Regions from separate parts of the Mus musculus genome. Here regions 2 and 3 are each linked to region 1. The links are chromatin contacts, called in public promoter capture Hi-C maps. All regions are on one chromosome and are shown on one strand. Each heading gives the region's core, a stretch centred on a gene start, on an enhancer-like site or on the middle of the called end of the contact. The rest is flanking DNA. Distances are from core to core; before and after follow the strand shown.

Region 1 (2,632 bases), core at 38-2,537:
AGCAAAAATCCAGACATGGCACGCATATTTTCATCACGTTTACTACAATGGAAACCTGTGTGGTTAGTTCTGAGACCCCCTACTCCCCTGGTGGGCGTGTCAAGAGTGAGCACAAAAGCCCCATGTACCTATGAAGAGAAAATGATCATTTGTGCTTGCACTGGGAAACTGGACTTCATAGTAGATGGTGGACTCCAACAGGGTCCTCCAGGATCCATGTCTGCACTGTATGTTGTATATGGAGGATGGCAGTGGTGAGTTTTGCAACAACTGAACCCATCTCGTTCACAGCATCCTTGAGCCCAAAAGGTGATGTCAAGCAGATACTTGCCTCTAGCTATCTAGGCTCCCAACTCCAGAAGCCTCCTGCATCCATCTCAGGGACCTACAGAATGGTCCCATGACCAGTCCCAAGAGGGTGTTCCTCACCTACTGCTCTGATCCCTAAGAGGAAGAGAAAGTGACTGGGAATAGACAGCAGGTGTTAAGCAGAGGCTAGCCTGTCTGCTTTTCCAACTGGAAAGGTAAACCCCCAAAGCCAAAGTGAAACAGGTAACAGAGATGTCAGGGAGATCGAGTTGGAAGCCAATATGCATGGTACCAGCCTCGCTGTTTCAGAGAACATGGGCCTAGGCCACCCACACATCATATATAGGTGTTGACTGACAGGAACCCCTAACATGCTCAAGCAAGCAGAGGCGCTGCATGTTCATTGCATTTATGGACCAGGCCTAGAGTAAGAGCTGCCTAGGGGAGAGCAGAGCCCTATAGGGAACAAAGGCATGGCCTCAGGGTGGTAAGAGTCATTTTCTTACCCTGATTTCCAACCCGGTAAAGATAAGATGACCCAATCTGGCTGCTGGGAGGTCAGCAGATCCTCATGTTCATTTTACAGACTGTAAATAACATGAAAGGGTAGGGTGGGGCTCTTGGGTGGCTCCTGAATGGTGTCACTCAGGAATGTCCTTGGAGGTGGATAGCAAGCAACCCAGAGGCAGCTGTAGGGAGGCCAAAGTCTGTACCTAATAGTCACGTGGCTCAGGAAGCCTCTTTGCACCCTTAGATCCACAGTCCAGCGTCCTACACAGACAGTGCTCAGCACATCCCATGAACAAAAAAGTCAGAGGAAATGTCCACTTTCAGGTCAGACCAGCACAGCAGAGCATCTGGTGAACTTTTGCACAGTGGCACCAACAGGTTCCTGCAGGCTGTGGAACATCTGACGACGCCAATGAGACCTGCTCCCTCTCTCTCCCTCCACCTTCCTCTCTTCTGCTGCCCCCACTCATGGCCATAGCAGTCTACAGGAATGGAAGCCTCTCAGCAGTGTCCTTGCAGGGGTTCGTGCTGGTGGGATTTGGGGGGGGTGCAGAGACCCAGGCCCTGCTCTTTGCTGTGTTCCTTGTCCTGTACGTGGTCACCATCCTGGGAAACCTCACCATGATCGTGGTCATCACCCTGGATGCCCGCCTGCACTCCCCCATGTACTTCTTCCTCAAGAACCTGTCCTTTGTCGACCTCTGTTACTCCTCTGCCATTGCCCCTAATGCCCTGGCCAACTTCCTCTCCACCTCCAAAGTCATCAGCTTTGAGGCTTGTGCCACTCAGCTCTTCTTCTTCTCCTTGTTGGCTACCACTGAGGCTTTCCTCTTAGCTGTGATGGCCTATGACCGTTTCATGGCCATCTGCAGTCCTCTGAGGTACCCTGTGACCATGTGCCCTACAACCTGTACCCGTCTGGTGCTGGGCACCTACTGTGGTGGCTGCCTGAACTCCATTGTGCAGACCAGCCTCACGTTCCAGCTGCCCTTCTGCAGCTCCAACCGTATTGACCACTTCTACTGTGACGTTCCCCCACTGCTCCAGCTGGCCTGCGCCAGCACGGCTCTCAATGAGCTCTTTCTCTTCGGCCTCTGTGGGTTCATCATTGTGAGCACCACCTTAGCTGTCCTGGTTTCCTATGGCTACATCACTGTGACCATTCTCAGGATGCACTCGGGATCTGGGAGGCACAAGGTCTTCTCCACCTGTGGCTCTCATATGATGGCTGTGTCCTTGTTTTATGGAACTGTGTTTGTCATGTATGCCCAGCCTGGAGCAGTGGCATCCATGGCACAGGGCAAGGTGATATCTGTCTTCTACACCCTGGTCATCCCCATGCTCAACCCCCTCATCTACAGTCTGAGGAACAAGGATGTGAAGGACGCCCTGAGGAGGCTGGGACAGAGACACAGCCTTGTGAAGAAAGGAGGCAAGTAGGGATCAAGTCAGCATGACGGAAAGAAAACATCCTTGGATGATAATCGATGTCTTTATTTTGCCTTTTTCCCCCTTTTCATTCTGTTTTTCTTTCTTTTCTGCTTTACTGAATTCTACCTTTATTCCTTTCCTCCATTGTTTAGTCCATGTAACCATCTACCACATATTTAATGAATGAAAATTATTATTCAGATACTTATAAAATGTGAGTAAGGCATTTTGCTTGCCACAATAAAGCAAATGGTTCATAGCTGGGAATAATCATGAATGCCTTTCAATTTTGCTTTGACAGAAGGCAGAGTATTAAGACAGGAGTCCTTGAGGCAAGGGTGGAAACCACTGTCAACATCTCCCAGTGAAACTACAAGGCAGC
Region 2 (2,632 bases), core at 69-2,568, 630 kb before region 1:
TCCTTCCCATGTGTGAAGAAAAAGCCTAGCTTTATTTTATTTTTTTCTTTGTACTTTTTTGGTGGCTGGAGAGACAGCCATGGGTTCTGGGAACTTAACTCTTATGTTTTTGGTTGTGAGCCTAGCCTTTAAGGATGGAGTCATCTCTCCAGCTTGAGCTTGACTTTATTAAAGAGCATGTCTAAGACATGGGGAAGGGACTACACATGACATGTGCCAGTTCTTCCAGGACTCTCTGTAGACTACTCTCTGGGCATCACAGGTCAGTGTCTGTAACCTGACCAAGCTCCTTTCTGCAGAGAGGAAGGAATAAACCCCAGGATTCCAGGCTGCTATCATGGCAAGACTTTCTGCTATTTTGTCCCCAGTTATGTCTACCAGCTGCTTCCGTTAGGGTGGTGATGCTAACGGGAGCAAGAGGAAAGTGCTTTATAGGAAGTACAGACAGAAATATCTGGGAAATGAAGCTGAATACTGACAACGGAGCATGTGGCAAATCTGGGTGAGCCCTGGGAATGAGGGGCTCAAGTTGCAGTCGGAGGAGGTAGAAGCCAGCAGAAGCCAGCCTACATTTCCAGGCAGGGCAGGGCAGGAGCAGGAAGTCAAAGACACAGGCCTTTACTAGTCTCAAGTTCACAATAATGAGGTGAACAAAACAGAAGAGTTTTTATTTGGTTTGGAAAAAAAAGATCAAAAGTATTTCAAACTTTTACTTAACAGAGCGAATAAGGATTGGTTTTTTACATTCTAAAAGAACTACCATATGACAGAACTGGCAATGGGAAGCTGCTTCCAGGTACAGAGGGGCCTGCCCTTAGGTCCCCACTCCTCATCCCACACAGGTCTCAGATTTCCCATAGCATCTGCACTGCTCTTTCTGACACCTCAGTGGGTGGAGGGGGAGCGAGCCCTGGAAATCTTGGGAGGAAAACTGAGTCCATGGCTGTAGCAGAGACCCAAAGAGACACTAAGTCAGAGCTTCTGGGCTGCCTTGCTGCCTCTGGGCCTCCCTTCTGCAGGCTGGGCCCCATGGGCTCCCCTCACATCTGTTCAGTACGCCTGCATTCATTTGGCATGCCGGTTGGACCTCAGATCTGGGGTTAGTTGTGCAGGAGTCTGCCTGGGTTTGACCCCTAGGTCTGAGCTTGCATTTAGTTTTCATTTGCAAATTATAAATGCTGCCTCGCACAGGACCCTCTGGCTGCAGGGCAGTGCAAATCCAAATCTTTTCAAGTTGGGCCAAAAATTTGCCCTGAATTAAGAGATTGCAGCCTATTTACAATACAAAACAAAATAACTCCAGGAGAGCTTGGTGGTAGTATGAATAGATGCCATCATTCTCTTTCTGACGGGGCAATTTTCAAAGCAGCGATTTCTGTAAAGACTCAGGAAGAAAACAATTTTGTTTCATTTCCATAACAGAATCCAGACCTCAGCTTCACCTCACAATCTGTGATCAAACACAGCACAGGTTTTGCTAGGACAAGTTTGGCCATGTGTTGGCCCAACACACCAGGCGCTGTTGTGACTCTGAAGGTCAGAAGATCAGACAGGAGGCTTGGTCCCACTCTCTTATCCCAGGGGACAAGAGTACTGCAGAACCTCTGCCTCCTGAGGCCAATTTGGCAGCACAAGCTAAGGCTGTCTACACAGGTGGAGTAGATATCTTGACGGCTGCCTAGTTTTTTGTCATTTGTGTGTCTGAGTCTGTTCTCCAAGTGACTAGCTACTCGTATCACCTGGTTATAGAAATGCAAGGCCACCATAAACCAGAGAATGTCTTACAAATGTCATCTGACCCATGGATGCTCTGGTCACTGCACAGAAAACTATCTGGAGTACAAACTAGAGCGTGGCAAGAAAAGTCCACAATTCCCTAAGAGGCCTCTGTGGCCTGTATGGACAAGCATGTAGCACTGCTGTGAACGTACGCCATGAGGCACAGTGTACACATGAGGTGCGTAAGAGCTGTGGCCTAGTAAGATGCATTGTTAGACAACCTTCCCCAAAGAAAGGTGCCTGAGTTCCGTGAAAAAAAAACAAAAAAAACAAAAAAAACAAAAAAACCAAAAAAAACCAAAAACGCTCTCAGTCCCTTTGAAGCCCCAGATGGCCCCGCCCACCCCATAGTACTGTTTATGGAAAACACCTGGCAGCCATTACCCACTCGAGAGAGCAAGGCAATGATTTCTGTGACCACTGAGGCCCTGAGAACAAACAGGACATTATTTACACATTAAAGAAATGCTTACCCCAACACCACCACAAGGAAGCCTGACGAACACTGAGGTCAGCGAGCCTGTGGGGAGAAGGACAGGGTCAGAAGATCAGGGTAGCACTGGCTCTGTGAGTGCCCAGTCTGAAAAGCATGCTGTGGACCCTAGGACAAGACTGGTTCTTAGAGTCCCACAGGCTCTGCTGCAAGACTCTACCACCAGGCAGCAAGGGCAAGGAGAGTGGCTCTGCCAGAGTCTGAAAGGAAGCAGCGTTTTATGGGTAGGCAGCCACAGGAGGTGGGAGTGGGCCCCTGAGGAGTTGGCACAGCCTTGCACAGTCCAGACACCATGCTGCCCATACATCTTGTGGGTAGGGGAGCTTGTTTGTACCTGACAGTGTTCCTATTACAGAACAG
Region 3 (2,632 bases), core at 88-2,587, 510 kb before region 1:
TGAAACCTGTCCTTCCCCAGGATGCATGTCAATTAACAGAAAACAAAAGCAGAAAAGACCTTCTACATTGAGTAATACAATCTCCAGCAAGCTGAAGGAACAAATCTGTCATTTCCACAGGACAATCATGTGCTCAACTAGAAGGAGAAATGCAGAGCTAAAAAAAGAGCAGAGAGAATCAAGAAGCACCACGGTGACATAAAGTTCACAAAGGGGAAGTAGCTGAACTTTCACTCACTTTTTTTCATCTCACTTTTGCCAAAGTGAGATGCAGCACCAGCCAGGAGCACCATAGGCAGGTGGAAGTGGCTTCCAGTTCCGACCAGTGCATACACAGGCCTTAGGAAACCAAATTCAGGAAATTCTATAATACCACCCTAAGAATACAGTGACTCACTTTCTGTCAGAGAGACAGTAAATATCTAGTTCAAGGTTTAATACAGCCTGATTAGTCTCTCCCCAGCACACTTGCAACTCAAAGACCTCATGTATGCGGTGAACACACAACCTACCTTCTGTTTTCTCTCATCAGTCAGCACCTAAGGCAGTGCAGGGTGCAGAACTCAAAGGTCAGGCACAGGGTACTGATTTTGAATAGTTACACTGTGCTGTGTGGGTTTTGCACTAGTCTCAAAAGTCCCCACCTGTGGAATTATTGGGGTTCTGAGAACACACCTCTGAATCCTCGGGGACTGTCTACAATGACGCATCTGCCACCGTTGCACATGGTCTCTTCAGAGCTTTTCATCTGCTGGCAGGCATTGTTTGGACTCTCAGGGGACAGACATGAGCTGTAGGAAATCAGTCTTAGGTGCTGGGACCTTATCCCAGGTGCCAGAGCCTGCCTGTAATCCTGCTGTTACTCTGCTTGGATGTCTACTTTCTGAGTTCCAGGTGGCTCTGTGCCCCATGATTAACCTATCAATAGGGGAAAGAGCCATCTGAAAATTACAGAGCTTTGAGAATGTTTTTTAGGACTTTTGTTCGGAGCAGGAAAGGATTCGTTAATGCTGTAATGCTCAAAAAGACCAGCAATCCCAGCCCCAATGAACACTCACTACATGACGCAGATTCCAACAAACTGCACAATAACGATGAAAAAGCACAGTTTAAAAAACCAACAAAGAAACTCGGCTCTCTCTGAGAAACCTTCAATTTACTTGGCCACTTTCTCATGGACATTCAATTAAAAACAACTGTGGGAAAACAAATCTAGCCGCTGGAAACAGCAGATGCCAGTGAGGCCATAAAATAGGCATTCTCCTAAGAGCCCTAGAAGCCTTTCAGCACTGACATTTGACAAAAGCCAGAAGCCTAGGTCCCAAGAAAGAGGGCCACACCTCACCCCACCCAAAGTGAGTTCAATAAATATCTGATATGACAGCAAAGTACAAACTACAGAAGAAGGTGGGGGTGGGGGGAGATGTTATCAAGAAGATAGCTTAATCAGTAAACCGTTTGCCTTGTAAATTCCATCTCTAGAACCAGCGTAAAAATTCTGGGTGTGGTGAGGCACACTTATAACCCCAGCAATGGAGAGGTTGAAACTAGAAGCTTTCCACTGGCTAGCCAGCCTAGCTTAACTGGTGAGTTGCAGGCTAATGAGAGACCTTCCCCAAAGCACATAGGCAGCATTCCCGATGACAACATCTCAGGTTTTCCTCTGACCTCTGCAAGCATGCATATACATGCACACCCCAAAATACACAAGTATACACACACATAGTGTGTCTTTTTTTTTTTTGGTTTTTTGAGACAGGGTTTCTCTGTATAGCCCTGGCTATCCTGGAACTCACTTTGTAGACCAGGCTGGCCTCAAACTTAGAAATCCACCTGCCTCTGCCTCCCGAGTGCTGGGATTAAAGTCGTGCGCCACCACGCCCGGCTACACACAGTGTGTCTTAAAGAATACTATCCACAAAGGAATTGGTTATCTGGCTATCACATAAAGGAGCTGTACTCAGAATACACAATCAGCATCTACAATTCAAGCATAAAGAGGCAAATAACTCAAGTGAGAACAGGCAAAAGACTTAAGCAGATATCTCTGCAAAGAGAGAGCAAATGGCCAAAGACCACATGGAGAGATGCTCAGCATCCAGCCTCAGCAGATGCACATGGCAGCCAGGATGAGGCACTGTTTCACACCCATGAGAATCAGGACAAGAGCACCATCAGTAGCATACATATAGCATCTCCCAGCCACCCATGGGTGCGCCTGTCTAGCTGTAGGTACCACAGCCTGGTGCTATCTGACCCTGGTGGAGCATGATCGTACCTGCAGGATGAGAAGCTGAAGGTCAACTCTAGGCCTTCAATTCTGAGACAAGCACAACACTAGTTCTTGCTGTTTTACACCCTATTCCTGACCTACAGACAAATTCCTCAAAGGGTTTCTTCCTTCTTCAGTGGCTTGAGGAGAGCTGCCTTCAAGGCCATCACATATATTCTGAAGATAAGATCAACAACAGCCTTCAGAGGCGTCCATACCCTCATCCCTACAGCCTATAAATGTCTATTTCCATGTCAGAGTGACTTTGCTGGTGTAATCAGAGATCCTGAGATGAGGACCGAGTAAATGGTTAGTTCCAGTGTGGGGATGGGAACTGTGCGGCATAACAAGATGTCACAA

What was found. Promoter capture Hi-C pulls out the DNA fragments that hold promoters and counts their contacts.
Region 2: a contact with region 1 is called in a promoter capture Hi-C map of embryonic stem cells, with 4 times the contacts expected there. The contact joins the enhancer-like site here to the promoter of Olfr1411 in region 1. A contact is called at or near these places in 15 of 39 promoter capture datasets (the 3T3-L1 cell line, the C10 cell line, the HPC-7 cell line and 8 more), 34 of 484 Hi-C or Micro-C datasets (the Ba/F3 cell line, CD8 T cells, the G1E-ER4 cell line and 21 more), 1 of 115 datasets of contacts at active chromatin or transcription factors (bone marrow-derived dendritic cells) and 4 of 9 other capture datasets (adipose tissue, embryonic stem cells, embryonic trunk and 1 more).
Region 3: a contact with region 1 is called in a promoter capture Hi-C map of trophoblast stem cells, with 2.1 times the contacts expected there. The contact joins the enhancer-like site here to the promoter of Olfr1411 in region 1. A contact is called at or near these places in 9 of 39 promoter capture datasets (cranial neural crest, embryonic stem cells, frontonasal cranial neural crest and 6 more) and 2 of 9 other capture datasets (adipose tissue and liver).

The regions. Positions count from the first base shown.
Region 1 is chr1:92,595,234-92,597,865 of GRCm38.p6, forward strand. Olfr1411 (olfactory receptor 1411) reads left to right here and starts at 1,288. Exons shown (of 1, transcript NM_146490.1): 1 at 1,288-2,259. The coding sequence starts at 1,288. The coding sequence ends at 2,259.
Region 2 is chr1:91,962,528-91,965,159 of GRCm38.p6, forward strand. Hdac4 (histone deacetylase 4) reads right to left here. Exons shown (of 27, transcript NM_207225.2): 17 at 2,253-2,299. Among named protein-coding and RNA genes, the nearest start is that of Gm46242, 84 kb to the left of the region's middle. RefSeq lists an enhancer at 401-2,632. Within about 2 kb of position 1,319, at least 23 of the 459 cell types and tissues checked have an H3K27ac peak or open chromatin away from gene starts, as enhancers often do. A contact at or near this core is called in embryonic stem cells, neural stem cells and palatal mesenchyme, where this site is marked.
Region 3 is chr1:92,082,799-92,085,430 of GRCm38.p6, forward strand. All of the region lies in intron 2 of Hdac4 (histone deacetylase 4), which reads right to left. Among named protein-coding and RNA genes, the nearest start is that of Hdac4, 96 kb to the right of the region's middle. Within about 2 kb of position 1,338, at least 47 of the 459 cell types and tissues checked have an H3K27ac peak or open chromatin away from gene starts, as enhancers often do. A contact at or near this core is called in liver and trophoblast stem cells, where this site is marked.